Regions from separate parts of the Macaca mulatta genome. Here all the other regions are linked to region 1. The links are chromatin contacts, called in public Hi-C maps. All regions are on one chromosome and are shown on one strand. The core of a region is the stretch at or near the end of the contact, and the rest is flanking DNA. Distances in the headings are between cores, read along the strand shown.

The links. A called contact is a pair of places that touch in the nucleus more often than the background predicts.
Region 2: a contact with region 1 is called in a Hi-C map of fetal cortex germinal zone, with 3 times the contacts expected there. The contact joins the enhancer-like site here to the promoter of ACHE in region 1. A contact is called at or near these places in 2 of 14 Hi-C or Micro-C datasets (fetal cortex germinal zone and fetal cortical plate).
Region 3: a Hi-C map of fetal cortex germinal zone shows a contact between it and region 1, with 4 times the contacts expected there. The contact joins the promoter of AP1S1 here to the promoter of ACHE in region 1. A contact is called at or near these places in 2 of 14 Hi-C or Micro-C datasets (fetal cortex germinal zone and fetal cortical plate).

Annotation. Positions count from the first base shown.
Region 1 is chr3:48,105,054-48,109,822 of T2T-MMU8v2.0, reverse strand. ACHE (acetylcholinesterase) reads left to right here and starts at 2,599. Exons shown (of 5, transcript NM_001128088.2): 1 at 2,599-2,692; 2 at 4,233-4,769. The coding sequence starts at 4,253.
Region 2 is chr3:48,539,595-48,544,363 of T2T-MMU8v2.0, reverse strand. No RefSeq gene overlaps it. Among named protein-coding and RNA genes, the nearest start is that of FIS1, 29 kb to the right of the region's middle. Within about 2 kb of position 2,718, at least 5 of the 40 cell types and tissues checked have an H3K27ac peak or open chromatin away from gene starts, as enhancers often do. A contact at or near this core is called in fetal cortex germinal zone, where this site is marked.
Region 3 is chr3:48,412,389-48,417,157 of T2T-MMU8v2.0, reverse strand. It overlaps AP1S1 (adaptor related protein complex 1 subunit sigma 1), which reads right to left and starts at 2,648. Exons shown (of 5, transcript XM_077996579.1): 1 at 2,607-2,648; 2 at 373-551. The coding sequence starts at 2,609.

The DNA of each region.
Region 1 (4,769 bases), core at 1,350-3,849:
GTTTCTACTAAAAAATACCAAAAAAACTAGCCGGGCACGGTGGCGGGCGCCTGTAGTCCCAGCTACTCGGGAGGCTGAGGCAGGAGAATGGCGTAAACCCGGGAGGCGGAGCTTGCAGTGAGCTGAGATCTGGCCACTGCACTCCAGCCTGGGCGACAGAGCGAGACTCCGTCTCAAAAAACAAACAAAAAAAAAAATTGGGGCTTCCTGCCAAGGTGGGAGACAGAGATAAAAGAGGGGTAGGGGAATTCTCTGAATTGGCGGAACTGGTAGTAGAAGCAAGGCTGATTCCTGGATAAAAATAAATGGTGAGAGAAGAAATGGGAAAAATCAAGGACATCCCTGCAGTGACAGCTATTGAGGGTGGGGTCCTAGAGGATGCTGGGGAGTTTACTATGCTAGACTATGTAGGGAAAGGCCTCCTGGCTTGACAGGTTAGGTGCCTGTGTTGACAAAGGTTGCTGAGAGCTCAAGGCGAAAAGAGGGATAGTTCCAGGAAATGATAACCCTGGTGATAAACTGTCCCTGCCCTCCCTATCTTCATTGTACAGGCCTAGAAACTTGTGACGACAGAGGTGACACCTGCGTGGCACAGTTCGTCTGCAGGGTGATAGGGCAAGCCTTTATCACTAGCAGGGTCAAAATTCCCTAAAGCCTCAGGACTTGGGCAGGCCTCAGCACACTCGTTCATGGTTTGTTTCCACTATTTTATTTTTTTGCTGAGAAGGGAGTCTCGCTATGTTGTCCAGGCTGGTCTCCAACTCCTGGATTGAGGCGATCCTCCCGCCTCAGCCTCCCAGAGTGCTGGGATTACAGGCACTGCACTAGGGGCCGCACCCGGCCCCATCATTTTAATGATTCATAATTACCACGCTTAGAAACCTGCCTCAGATCCATTCCCCCCGCAGCAACACCCACCGTCCATTCTCCTGTCCCCTGCACCCATGCACAGCCCTTACACCTGATCTTCAGGGACCTCAACTAGGGCACACGGTCTGGCCAGTGGGGAGCCTTCAACTAGTGCGGCTAGGACGCTGAAGGCCGGATGCAGGGAGCCTCGGTGTCCAGGCAGGAGATCTGGGGTTGTCTGAGCTTGGGGCGGGGAGAGCCGGAGACAGTGGGCACAGATGCCGAGGGGTTCATCTCCCCAACACCCCCAACCCAGCTCAGTCTCCAAGGCCCAAGCGGCTGCTTTTTGCGCCACCTGGCGGCCGTCTCCAGCGAGCAGAGTGCGAGTGTCCATGCCTGCGGGACCCGGTTCCCGTGGGGCTAGCGGGCGTGGGGCGCGCCCAGCTTGGAAAGCCGGGAACCGCGCGGCCCAGGGACAGGCAAGACTCCGGATTCAACCCCTGCGAGGCCCCGAGACCCAGCGCTCGCGGTCCCAAGCGGCGGCGCACGCGTTCCCGGGGCGCTGCGGGGCGCGAGGCAGCCAGAGCGAGCGTGCGCGCACGCGCCCATCCCACGCCGCGCCCCGCACCGCCGCGCGCGCGCACGCACGCCCCGACGCTGGCCTGCGCCGGCCGCTCTCCCACGCGGGGGCCTGGGGGTTCCCGAGCCCGCAGCCTCCGGAAAGCGGGCGCCGCGCGGTATTGCCGCCTGCACCTCTGGTGTGGGGACCCTGCTGCAGCAGCCCTGTCCACACGGGTGACCTCCTGGAGGGCGGGGCGGGGGGCAATCTGCGCGGGTCAGGCCCCTTGGAGCAGACTAGGGGCGCCCGGGCCAGGCCGCTCCCACCTGCCAGCAGTGCGGCCAATGAATGCTAGGCCTGGTGATGTCATGCCCCGACCGGACCCTGGTGACGAAAGTCCGAGGTCACCCGTCAGGGAACCAGCGCAGACCCACCCGCGGGGATTCCAGAAGTTTCCACTGCCACCGCGGAGTGCGGCCTCGACCCGCAGCCTTGCGCGTGCCACCACGCTGGCCTGCCTTCTCAGGTGTCCCCGAGTCACCCTTTCCTCCCCCCGGGAGTCTCCTGTCTCCATGCCCCCCCACCTCATTTCCACTCGCGATCCCATGTTTACACCTCCATTCCCACAGGTGTCCCTTCATCCCCAGGAGTGTCCCACGTCACCATTTCTGCACCAGTGCCACCTGGACCCCTAACGGGACGGTCCTCGGCCACACTCCCACATGCCTCTCCAACCATGCCACCCCTGTCTCTGTCGTGGCCGTGGATGCATGGCCCCTTGGCCTTGCGCTAACTTCCCCAGCCTCGAGCGAGACCATCAGGGTGTCCAAGTGTGTCCGTCCGTCTGTGAAAGTCGGTGCCTGCGTTTGTCTGTGCCTGTCGCTGCATGAGGTCGTCCGTCTGCGCGTGTCTGTCTCCACGGGCTTCTGTCCGTCTGTCTGTCACGTGGGTGTCTGCTCCGCCGCTGCAGGTCTTTGGGTCGCGTCTGTCACTGCGCGTCTGTCGTCGGTCGGCGTCTGGCACTGGAGTGCGTCTGGGCCCCGGGGTCTCCGGGTCTCGGCTCCGAGGGAGGGAGAGAGAGGGGAGGTGGCCGCCCGGGGAAGCGGGGAGGGGCGGGGGCGGAGACAGTGGGCGGGGGCGGGCGGGGGCGCTGTGCAGCCCGCAGGGGGTGTGTGTGGGGGGCCGGAGGCGGCGGCTGTCAGAGTCGGCTCAGCCTGCGCCGGGGAACATCGGCCGCCTCCAGCTCCCGGCGCGGCCCGGCCCGGCCCGGCTCGGCCGCCTCAGGTGAGTCTCCCTCCCCGCCCGGGACACTCCTTCCGGCCCGCGTCCGGGACACCGTGCGCTCCCCGAAGGGTCCAGGCCCCCCTAACGGGACGGCTCCCGCGTCGCCGGGCCTGCCCAGCGCCGCCCTCCGCTGCCCAGCACTCGTCCGGAACTCTTCCCCGGCCGCTTCACACTCACCGACGCCCACGCAGGAGCTCAAGCCCGCCGCCTCTGCGCTCCGATTCCTGCGGGGACCCCCGAGCGCCCTTTCCCCGATCGCTCCCTAGTCCGGGGCCACTGGAAGACACCCCCTGATTGGGGCGGTACCCGAGCTGCGCAGGTTCCCGGCGCCGGGCTGGGAACCCCCATCCACAGGGCCGCAAGCCCAGCGCCCCTGCGCAGCGCCCCGCAGAGGCCCCCTCCCAGGCCCAGGACGCCCCCTCCTGCGGAGACTCCATCTCTATTTTTTGGGAAGGGGAGGCTCAGCGGAAGCCCCGAGTTATAATTAGCGCCACTTGGGTTTCCTAGTTAATCTCCAGCAGCATCACCACCCCCAGCTCAGGACAGTGGGGGCTGGGCGAGGGGTGACCGGCGGGAGAGGGGGGAGTTCCCACCCGGGGAATTTTGATCCTTTGGCTGGAGATGCCGGAACCGTAACAGCTGCTGCCCCCAAAATAGCGCCCCCGCCCCTGCAGCCGGGGATCTCCGGAGCCCCGGGAACACAAGCGTCCTGGCTCGCCCTTCAGGCGGCTCCGCAAGGCCCTTGATCCCCCAGTCCCCCACCCCAAGTTCCCGGCTCCAGGTTCCCGGCTCGGGGCGGGGAGCGCCAACCTTTTCTCGGTCTCTACTGCCCTCCGCCGGCGGCGGCGTGCACGGCAGCTTCAGACGGATGGGGGCTCTCGAGTCCTGGGGGACACGGGCTGGCTAGCCTGTTTGCTGGGGCTGGGCTGGGAGCGTGCGCAGCTGATGGGAACCCGCGGGCATCAGTGCTCGGTGCCAGACATTGGATGAGATGGGGCAGGGTTGGGGGGGAGTGGACTAGACAGGATTTGGGGGACCCCGGGACCTAAGGCTTCCACACCCTGAATGCCCAGCCCACCGTCCCCCAGGGCCCCGGGCCTGGCCAACGCAGGAGAGCGGGGCTGCGCCTTCAGGCCGCAGCAAGCTCCCCCAGCGGCACCGCCCGTCCGTGAGGCCGCGCCCCTGTCGGGTGGCCTGTGCGTGGACTGAGGCCTCTGGTGCCCGCACTGCACGAGCTGGGCTCGGCCCAGTTCGGGGAAGAGGTGAGGGCGGCGGACTCCTGGGGGGTAGAGAGGGTGCTCTTCTCTGTTCATTTGTCTGGATGTGGGTGTCTGCCTGATCTCCGTCCCCTCCTGCCCAATGGCCTGTGTCCTTGTCTCTGCCTGTCTCCTTCCCTCCCTCCCTGTCTCCCCTCATCTTTGCCAACCTGCCCCACCTCCTCTGCAGCTGAGCGATAACCCTTGGGCCGACCATGTCCTAATCTCCTCCCTCCTGGCTTCTCGACCGACCTTTCACCCTTTCCCTTTCTTTCTCCCAGCAGACACCGCCTGCCCTGCAGCCATGAGGCCCCCGCAGTGTCCCCTGCACACGCTTTCCCTGGCTTCCCCACTCCTTCTCCTCCTTCTCTGGCTCCTGGGAGGAGGAGTGGGGGCTGAGGGCCGGGAGGATGCAGAGCTGCTGGTGACTGTGCGTGGGGGCCGGCTGCGGGGCATTCGTCTGAAGACCCCCGGGGGCCCCGTCTCTGCTTTCCTGGGCATCCCCTTTGCGGAGCCACCCACGGGACCTCGTCGCTTTCTGCCACCGGAGCCCAAGCAGCCTTGGTCAGGGGTGGTAGATGCTACAACCTTCCAGAGTGTCTGCTACCAGTATGTGGATACCTTATACCCAGGTTTTGAGGGCACCGAGATGTGGAACCCCAACCGTGAGCTGAGCGAGGACTGCCTCTACCTCAACGTGTGGACACCATACCCCCGGCCTACATCCCCCACCCCTGTTCTCGTCTGGATCTATGGGGGTGGCTTCTACAGTGGGGCCTCCTCCTTAGACGTCTATGATGGCCGCTTCTTGGTACAGGCCG
Region 2 (4,769 bases), core at 1,469-3,968, 430 kb before region 1:
TACAAAATTAGCTGGGCATGGTGGCACACGACTGTAATCCCAGCTACTCAGGAGGATGAGGCAGGAGAATCACCTGAACCTGGGAGGCGGAGGTTGCAGTGAGCCGGGATGGTGCCACTGCACTCCAGCCTGAGTGACAGAGTAAGATTCTGTCTCCAAAAAACAAACAAACAAACAAAAACAACAAAACTTAGCCGGGCGCAGTGGCAGGCACCTATAATCCCAGCTACTTGGGAGACTGAGGCAGGAGAATCACTTGAACTCGGGAAGCAGAGGTTGCAGTGACCCGAGATCACACCACTACACAATAGCCTGGGCAATAGAGTGAGACTCTGTCTCAACAACAACAACAACAACAACAAAAGTATGGGGAGATGGCTGGGATCTGGACCATCTTGAGACCATGAGGCAACAAGACCAAGGGGAAAAGCCCACATACTGAGGATGGCAGAGCCTATGTCCTCTATGACAGCACTGAGCTGCCATACCTATCCTGGAACCCCCACTTCCAGTCTCATTGATCTGTAAGTCATGTGTCTTTATTTTCTAGGCAGATTTCTGCTACTTGCAGCCTAAAGCATTCCTCACCCCTTCTCAGAAACCTGTGGCTCTTGCTATAACTCCCAATGGAAAATCAACCTAAGTTTAGAGATTAGAAATCAAATTATTGCTTATATGGAGGGAATAAGAATCAGGATTGGTCCTAGCCTACAGGGGAATCCCAGCTCTGAGTCCTAACCCCAAGGCCTAGGGGACACAGACAAAGAAAGAAAGAGATATTTGTGGTGTGATCTTGGCTCACTGCAACCTCTGCTTCCTGGGTTCAATCGATTCTCCTGCCTCAGCCTCCTGAGCAGCTGGCATTACAGGCCTGCACCATCATGCATCCAGCTTATTTTTGTATTTTTAGTAGAGACGGAGTTTCACCATGTTGGTCAGGCTGGTCTCGAACTCCTAACCTCGTGATCCACCTGCCTCAGCCTCCCAAAGTGCTGGGATTACAGACGTCAGCCACTGTGCCCGGCCTCTTTCTGGCTTCTCAAAGCAGAGCTAGCAGCCAGAAATCTACAAAACCTAACTCACTTCTATTAAGAACCCAATGGGAGAGTTACTGTAGGGAGAGGCAAGAATGTATTTTGGAAGACTTAGCTGGTCCAAGGACACGAACAAGGCTGGTAGGAGAGAAGCAATCAGTTGATGAGGACTAGAGAAAGCTTTCTTCTGGTCTGACTTTCACCAAACATGGTGTGCGTGTGTGTGTGTGTGTGTGTGTGTTGCTTCAACACAGGACATATGCCTGATTCTTCCCTTATGAAATGCGAAGCTGAATGCAAGAGCTCTAGCTCGTCCTCTTTAAATCTCTGTTTTTGAAAATATAAAACAAAGAGAAACTGGCATCCTCCTAATGTATCTTTGAAATACATATTACTTCATTTTACCCAGACCTGGAGAAAAAGCACCCCCAGCCCCAACTCCAAATAATCTTCAGCATTTATAGAGATGTGGCCCCTGGAAGATCATCAGATATACGGGGCCCACCCATGGTGTGTTTCGATGATATCAGAATTTGCAACTGCCATTGTTGCACCAAACCCAGCACCTCTCAATGCTGTCCTTCTGCACCCCACATATTGTATGATTTTTGTTTTTGTTTTTGTTTTTGTTTTTGAGATGGAGTCTCACTCTGTTGCCCAGGCTGGAGTGCAGTGGCACAATCTCGGCTCACCACAACCTCCACCTCCCAGGTTCAAGCGATTCTCCTGCCTCAGCCTCCTGAGTAGCTGACCCTACAGGCAAGCACCACCATGCCCAGCTAATTTTTTTATTTTTAGTTGAGACGTGGTTTCACTATGTTGGCCAGGCTGGTCTCGAACTTCTGACCTCATGATCCGCCCGCTTCAGCCTCCGAAAGTGCTGGGATTACAGGCATAAGCCACCACACCCGGCTTGTATGATGTTTTGAAGGGCAAAGTCAGTGCACCATTGATGTTTGCTTGTTGCTTTATTCACTCAACAGAGACGTAAGGAATGAAAGCTTTGACTGCGGTGAAAGAAGCAAAAAAGTTTAAACCGTACTTTAATGGGGTTAACGCTTTAATGTGAATCTTAGTAAACCCTGAATTCCTCCAGCAAGTTTCGCTGTGTATCACTGAGGATTCTCTGAAATCCAATAAGGAAAAAAACTGGAAGACATTTTCCCCTTCTTCGTCATCAAGGTTTTTCTTGGGGATGAATTGGCCTGATTAGTGCCTGAAAGTTCTCCCACGTTCTGTCCAAGCTCATTCCTTTTTTTGTGTGAATTCTCCAATGATGAGAAAGCTAAGCTTGTCCCCAAGTGATTTTCCACACTAATTATACTCCGGAGGCTTCTCTCCAGTGTGAATGATCTCACATTCCGTTTTCTCCACGCTTCCCCGAGTTTTCCGTCTTCATTACGTATGACCATTTTAAGTCCCAACCGAATTAGCTGATATTGTCTAAGAATGGAACTCTGATTGAAGGTTCTTCCTCATCCATTATACTCACAAGGCCCCTCTCTGCTACAAAATCCCAGATGTCTGATTAGCTCTGGGCACCATCTCAAAGCATTTTTACATCCATTACGTACATACGATTTTCCTCCATTGTGAATTCTCTGATGTTGAATGAGCTGTACTTTCCCGAAAGCTCTTGCATGGTTCTGCATTGAGAGAGTCTTTGTTGCATGTGAATTAGCTGATGCTGCATTGGAATGTTGACGATGCCTCCCCCATCCCCAGGGATTCTCTCCAAAATCAACGTTACAGTGTTCAATAGCATGGGAGCCCCAAGGAAAATTGCCTGTATAAACGACAAAGATGTTCTCTGTGATACAAACACTGTAATATTGAATAAATTCTAAATTCTGTTGCACAACTTGGCCATATCTCATTTGGAGTTTCTCTCACTTCTAAAACATATAAACGGGATCACAGATTTTTTCTGTATTCGTGGTACTCAGTGGGATGGGGTCCCTAAAATGGTTCTCCACAATGTCCCCATATTTGTAACGGCTCGAGGGGTTCTTCCTGACCAGCTCACAAACAAAATCCACTCAAGACTGTGGCATTAAAGAGTTTCACTGATGTGAAGAAGCCAGCTATGCCACGTGAGAGATGGAGATATTACTCAAATCAATCTTGCCAATGGCTTGGAGATTAGGGATTTTTCCAAGATAGTTTGGTGGGCAGGGGCCAGGGTAGGGGGCCCGCTGATTCGTTGGGTGGAGGAGATGAAATCATAGGGGATTAAAGCTGTCCTCTTGGGCTAAGTCAGATCCTGGGTGGGGGCCACAGGACTGGTTGGCAGGTGGGGACATCCAGCTGTCAGAAATGCAAAAATTTGAAAAGCAATTTTTTCTTTTTCTTTGAGATGGAGTTTCGCTCTTGTTGCCCAGGCTGGAGTGCAATGGTGCGATCTCGGCTCACCACAGTGTCCGCCTCCCGGGTTCAAGCGATTCTTCTTCCTCAGCCTTCCCAAGTAGTTGGGATTACAGGCATGCACCACCACACCCGGTTAATTTTGTATTTTTAGTAGAGACAGGGTTTCTCCATGTTGGTCAGGTTGGTCTCAAACTCCTCGTCGAGACCACCCGCTTCAGGTGGGTGATCCACCCGCCTCAGCCTCCCAAAGTGCTGGGATTACAGGCGTGAGCCACCGCACCCAGCCCTGAAAAGCATTTTTTTGTAAGTATACATATAGATTTTCCCTATTAATCAGATTTTTATTTTATTTTATTTTTATTTTTTTTAAATTTTGAGACAGTCTTGCTCTGTCGCCCAGGCTGGAGTACAATGGCGTGATGTCAACTCACTGCTAACTGCCTCCCGAGTTATTCAAGCGATTCTCCTGCCTCAGCCTCCTGAGTAGCTGGGATTATAGGCACCCGCCACCATGCCTGGCTAATTTTTGTGTTTTCAGTAAAGACGGGGTTTCACCATGTTGGCCAGGCAGGTCCGGAACTCTTGACCTCAGCAGATCCGTCTGCCTCGGCCCCCTAAAGTGCTGGAATTATAGGCGTAAGCCACTGCGCCCGGCCTACACTGATGTTTCAAAATGCTGTGGTAAAAACAAGATAGATATGTTGAAGTCAGTAGTCACTTAGAGATTGAAAAATGTCTTCAAGAGAGATTAAGTGTTGTCAGTTGTGTCTGCATGGCCAAGAACTTAGATACAATGAAAAAGGATGAAAGGAAAATCATGTAACATAATCACACAAGGTTGTGTTCACAATGGTGTCAGGGATCTCACGAAGGTTCCTTAATATAGAAAATATTTTAACAGTAGACCTATTTTAAGCAGTCATCTTTTTTTGTCTGCAATGTATTCCTGGAACTGCTTTGTTTTTTTTTTGTTTTTTTTTGTTTCTTTTCGTTTTTTTTTTTTTTTTTGAGACGGAGTCTCGCTCTGTCACCCGGGCTGGAGTGCAGTGGCCAGATCTCAGCTCACCGCAAGCTCCACCCCCGGGTTCACGCCATTCTCCTGGCTCAGCCTCCCGAGTAGCTGGGACTACAGGCGCCCGCCACCTCGCCCGGCTAGTTTTTTGTATTTTTTAGTAGAGACGGGGTTTCACCGTGTTAGCCAGGATGGTCTCGATCTCCTGACCTCGTGATCCGCCTGTCTCGGCCTCCCAAAGTGCTGGGATTACAGGCTTGAGCCACCGCGCCCGGCTGAAACTGCTTTGTTAAAAAGTCATATTTTCTCTTAATAATTACTCATATCCTGCAGTAGCATCGAACAAATTCTAATTA
Region 3 (4,769 bases), core at 1,399-3,898, 310 kb before region 1:
AGTCTGACTCAGCAAAAACCTGAGCCAAGTAATTTACCTGCTCCGAAGAGAAGGAACTGGAAAGGGTGTGTGCGCGTGTGTGTTAGGAAAAGTAGGGCAGGACCGACTGCAAGGGACATGTGCGGTGGGGCAAGATAGGGCCCAAAGGGAAACGTGAGTGAGGCAGGTGTTGCGCGTGAGCAAAACCAAGTGGTAAACAAGAACTTATTTAAGAGTTTGGGGGGGAAAAAAAAGGAAGCTGACATTCATCACTGTCCTCCAGAGGTCCTCAGCTCCCAGGTCTCCCTGACCTAAAGGATGACCATTTCTCAGCCATTTTAACCCACTGCCCAACTCGAATCTAGGCAGGTCTGAAAGTAGGTGGGGAGTCACCTCTTATAGACAACTTTGAGGTCCCTCCACTCCAGGAAGCTGCACATCTTGGGCTTGCGAGCCAGGACAACCTGCATAAGCTCCCGCACCATCTTCTTCCGTTCCTTGTCCGAAGTGGCCAGGTACCATTTTTGCAGCCGCAGTTTTCCCTGCCGGCTGAATAGCAGCATGAATCGCATCTGCGGGGGATGGGAGGGCAGAACCAAGGGTAAACACATATTCCCCAAACTCATCCCGGCTAATTCTTCTCTACTTTCTTCCAACATCCAGCCCCTTGCTCTCAATGCTGGGTATTTCCACCAGCAGGGGGAAGTCAGAGCTTCTGAGTCCATCATTTGGGTTCAAATCCTGGCTCTACTAGTTATGCAGGGCCTTGGGCCAATTACTACTGTAAGTCTCTGGGCCTCAGTTTCCTTATCTGTAAAATGGACATCGTACCTGCCTTGCACAGTTGTTGAGACTAAATGAGTTAATATATGCAAGTCCCTAGCACAGGCAGGCAGTATAACATGTTAGCTATTATTATTTTTTTTGAGACAAAGTCTCTCTCTGTCGTCTCTCTCTGTCACCCAGGCTGGAGTGCAGTGGTGCGATCACTGCTCAGTGCAATCTCCGCCTTCTGAGTTCCAGTGATTCTCCTGCCTCAGCCTCCTGAGTAGCTGGGATTACAGTCATGTGCCACCACACCCAGCTAATTTTTGTATTTTTAGTAGAGACGGGGTTTCACCACGTTGGCCAGGCCCTGGTCTCGAACTCCCGACCTCAGGTGATCCGTCCACCTCGGCCTCCCAAAGTGCTGGCATTACAGGTGTGAGCCACTGCACCCGGTTGTTAGTTACTATTATTATTACCATGATTCCCTGACCTCTTGCTTACTGGTTCTGCTTTCTAAAGGTAAGTAAAATGCCTAGCAGAGCGACAAGAAACCAGTAACCAATGCCAAAGAAATGCCTGTTCTCTTCCACCCTCTCTCTATCCACCACCGTGCTGAAATCTGGTATTTTGTCCCTGGAGAAGCTACCTCAATTTTCCACCCCATCATAACCATAAGATCTTAATGATATCCCAAACACACCACCCTCCAGTGCCAGGGGTATCCTCCTCTGCAGTATGTATTTCCAACACCACACAGGGTATGGAGATGCCCAAATCCCACCTTCCTCTCTGCGGGTACCCAGATGTCTTTGACATTTCTCTTTAACTTTTCTCCCTTTTAGGGTGCCTCCTGCTAAGCGCCCACTCCTCCCCAGACACCAGGTGACCAATCTCCCTCAGGGCCCCGCCACCCAGGGGGTTCCCCTGAAGAATGTCTGCAGAACAGACAGCAAGCTGGGTCAAGTGGGATGGAAGACAGAACCCTCACTGCCCAGTGCACCCCAGCTTCCCAGTTCCAGGGGGTCTGGGCCACATCCTGGAGTCTTCTCCTTCCCCCAGCAGCTCTCCTATTCATGGACATGCCCAGGGTTGGAATCCCTGGGTGTGTGGCACTGTATAGCTTAGTAGGTGAAAAATCAGAATTCAGGAGAACTGATTTTTTTGGTGGAGGGGAAAAGAGGGGCGCCGGGGAGCCTCGTGCGGCGCTCAGATAGGGGGGTGGGGAGCGAGCAGGAAGACGGAAGGCCTGGGTTCCGGAAACAGAGTGGGATTGGGGGCAGAGAGCCCTGGAGCCCGGGATCCCAAAGCCTGGGTCCCTCGGAGCAAAACCACGAGTCCACCTCTCTTCCTTACCTGGGCCCAGCCTCTAGGCAAGCACCGCCACGAACCCAATAGGGCGCTCTCTTTTCCGACCCGGAAACTCCCCTCCCACACCCCTTTCCCCACCGGGGTCCCCGCTCCCGCCCGTGCCGCCCGGGAAGGGGTTCTCGGTGACCCCCCACTCCCTCCCTCTGCAAAGAGACCCCCACAACCCTCTGCTTTAGGCTGCTTCCCTGCGGCGGGGATCGAGGGACCCCCGGGAGCCAAGACCCAAGCGCCCCTCCCGGCTCGGGACTGCCCCGCCGCCCCTTCGTCAGCCCACGCTCGCCCTGCAAATGCACCCCCTCCCCGCCCCTCTCCCGAATGCCACCTCCCACTCTTCCTCCCGAGCCCGGCTCGCCCACCAGCTGAGGCAAGGGAGGCCTCTGAGGACCAGAGGGAAGACAGAGAGGCTCACCCCGAGGGCGGCCCCCGAGGACCCCCGCAGGTGCAGCCCACGCCCCTCGCTTCCCCCTCCCCTCCCTCTTCGCACAGCCTACCATCCTGCAGCCTCCGGCTCGGCGCGTCCCACTTCGGCCACCGTAGGCGCCAGTCCCACTCCCTTTCTTATCCTTTCTCCGGCTTCCCTCCCTCTCGGCCGAAGCCCCGCCCCGTCCCGCCCAGGTTCTGACTCCCGACACGCCACACACTGCGCAGGCGCCGACGCCGCGGGGAGCGCGGGCGGGGCTGGAGGCGGAGAAGCGGAAACCATGGCAACCAGGTCCTTGACTGCAGCTTCTAGGAGCCCGGTCGTCATGGTAACGCGGCTGTCCTGTGGGCTGGTTGGAGGATGGGGGAGGAGGACAATGAGATCCTCGCGCTTTGAAGCCTTGTGGGGCAAAAAGGCGGGAAAAGGGGTGAGAGGTGAATGGGACGATCATTGGAGTTCGAGGCAGCAGGCAGGACCCCTGGAAGGGGCGTGAGCTGTGAAGAGGGAGCAGGGTGGGAATTGAGTGTAGGGGAGGAGGAAGGACCTGAAAAACAGGAGACAAACGGTCATGAAAAAAGTATAGAACTCAAGCTAAATATCTATTGAGAGCGTGATAGATACACCCCTCTATTTTTTTTCTTTTTAGAGACAGGGTCTGGTCGCGTCACCCAGGCTGGAGTGCAGTGGTGAGATCGTGATTCTCTGCGGCCTTGAACTCCTGGCCTCAAGCGAGCCTCCCGCCTCAGCCTCCTGAGTAGCTGGGACTACAGACGCACACCATCATGCCCAGCTAATTTTTAAATTTTTTTTTTGTAGAGACAGGGGTCTTACTATGTTGCCCAAGCTGGTCTCGAACTCCTGGGTTCAAGAGACCCTCCCGCCTTGGTTTCTCAAAGTGCTGGGATTACAGGTGTGAGCCACCGCGCCTGACTTCTGATCTTAAAGTAAGAGAAATGTGTAGAAAATGAATAAAAGAGAAAAGGAGAGGCTGCTATAAAAGGCATGTAAGGAGAAGGAGGAGGAAAGTGAATTGAGGCAAAAGGGGAAGAAATAAAGAGCGTCTTAAAAGGTTAACTTGGGTCAAAACTCAAAAAGGGACAGATGTAACCCAAATCTCAGTGTGAAGATGAGGTGGATGTACATTGTAATATGGGCTTTTAAACTGAATGTGTGTGTGTGTCTACGTGTTACTGGAAAAAGGGGTCCTGATCCAGACCCCAAGAGAGGATTCTTGTATCTCATGCAGAAGAAATTCAAAGCAAGCCGCAGAGTGCTATGAGAAGAGAGAGTTTATTGAAAGCTGTCCCCTTACGGAGTAGGGCGTCCTCAGAAAGCAAACAGAGGAACACACTGTCTTAATTTTTCCTTTTCTTTCTTTTTTCTTTTTTCTTTTTTTGAGACAGGGTCTTACTCTGTTGCCCAGTCTGGAGTGTAGTAGCATGATTATAGTTCACTACAGCTTCCACCTCCTGGGCTCCAGCGATCCTCCCACCTCAGTCTCCCAAGTAGCTGGGACTACAGGCGTGCCCCCCCAACACCCAGCTAATTTTTGTATGTTTTGTAGAGACAGGGTTTTGTCATGCTACCCAAGCTGGTCTGGAACTCCTGGGCTCAGGCTATCCAACCTCCTCGGCTTCCCAAAGTGTTGGAATTATGGGCATGAGCCACCGCCCCTGACCTTTAAGTTTTTCTTTTTTTTGAAACAGAGTCTTGCTCTGTCGCCCAGGCTGGAGTGCAGTGGCGCGATCTCAGCTCACTGCAAGCTCCGCCTCCCGGGTTTAGCCATTCTCCTGCCTCAGCCTCCTGAGTAGCTGGGACTACAGGTGCCCGCCACCACACCTGGCTAATTTCTTTGTATTTTTAGTAGAGACGGGGTTTCACCCTGTTAGCCAGGATGGTCTCAGTCTCCTGACCTCGTGATCCGCCCACCTCGGCCTCCCAAAGTACTGGGATTATAGGCGTGAGCCACCGCGGCCCGCCAAGTTTTTCTTATATAGGGGTCTTGTTTTTGTACAGACTAAACTAAGCTGAGTCAATGTGCAGATGGGCCAATGGCATGACAAAATTTATTATTCTGTTGATTTAACTATCCTTGACATTCTAGTAGGTAAGTACATCAAAGCAAAACTATAATTATCTTTCTTCCTTTTTTTTTTTTTTTTTTGAGACAGAGTCTTGATCTGTCGCGCAGGCTGGAGTGCAGTGGTGTGATCTCAGCTCGCTGCAACCTCCA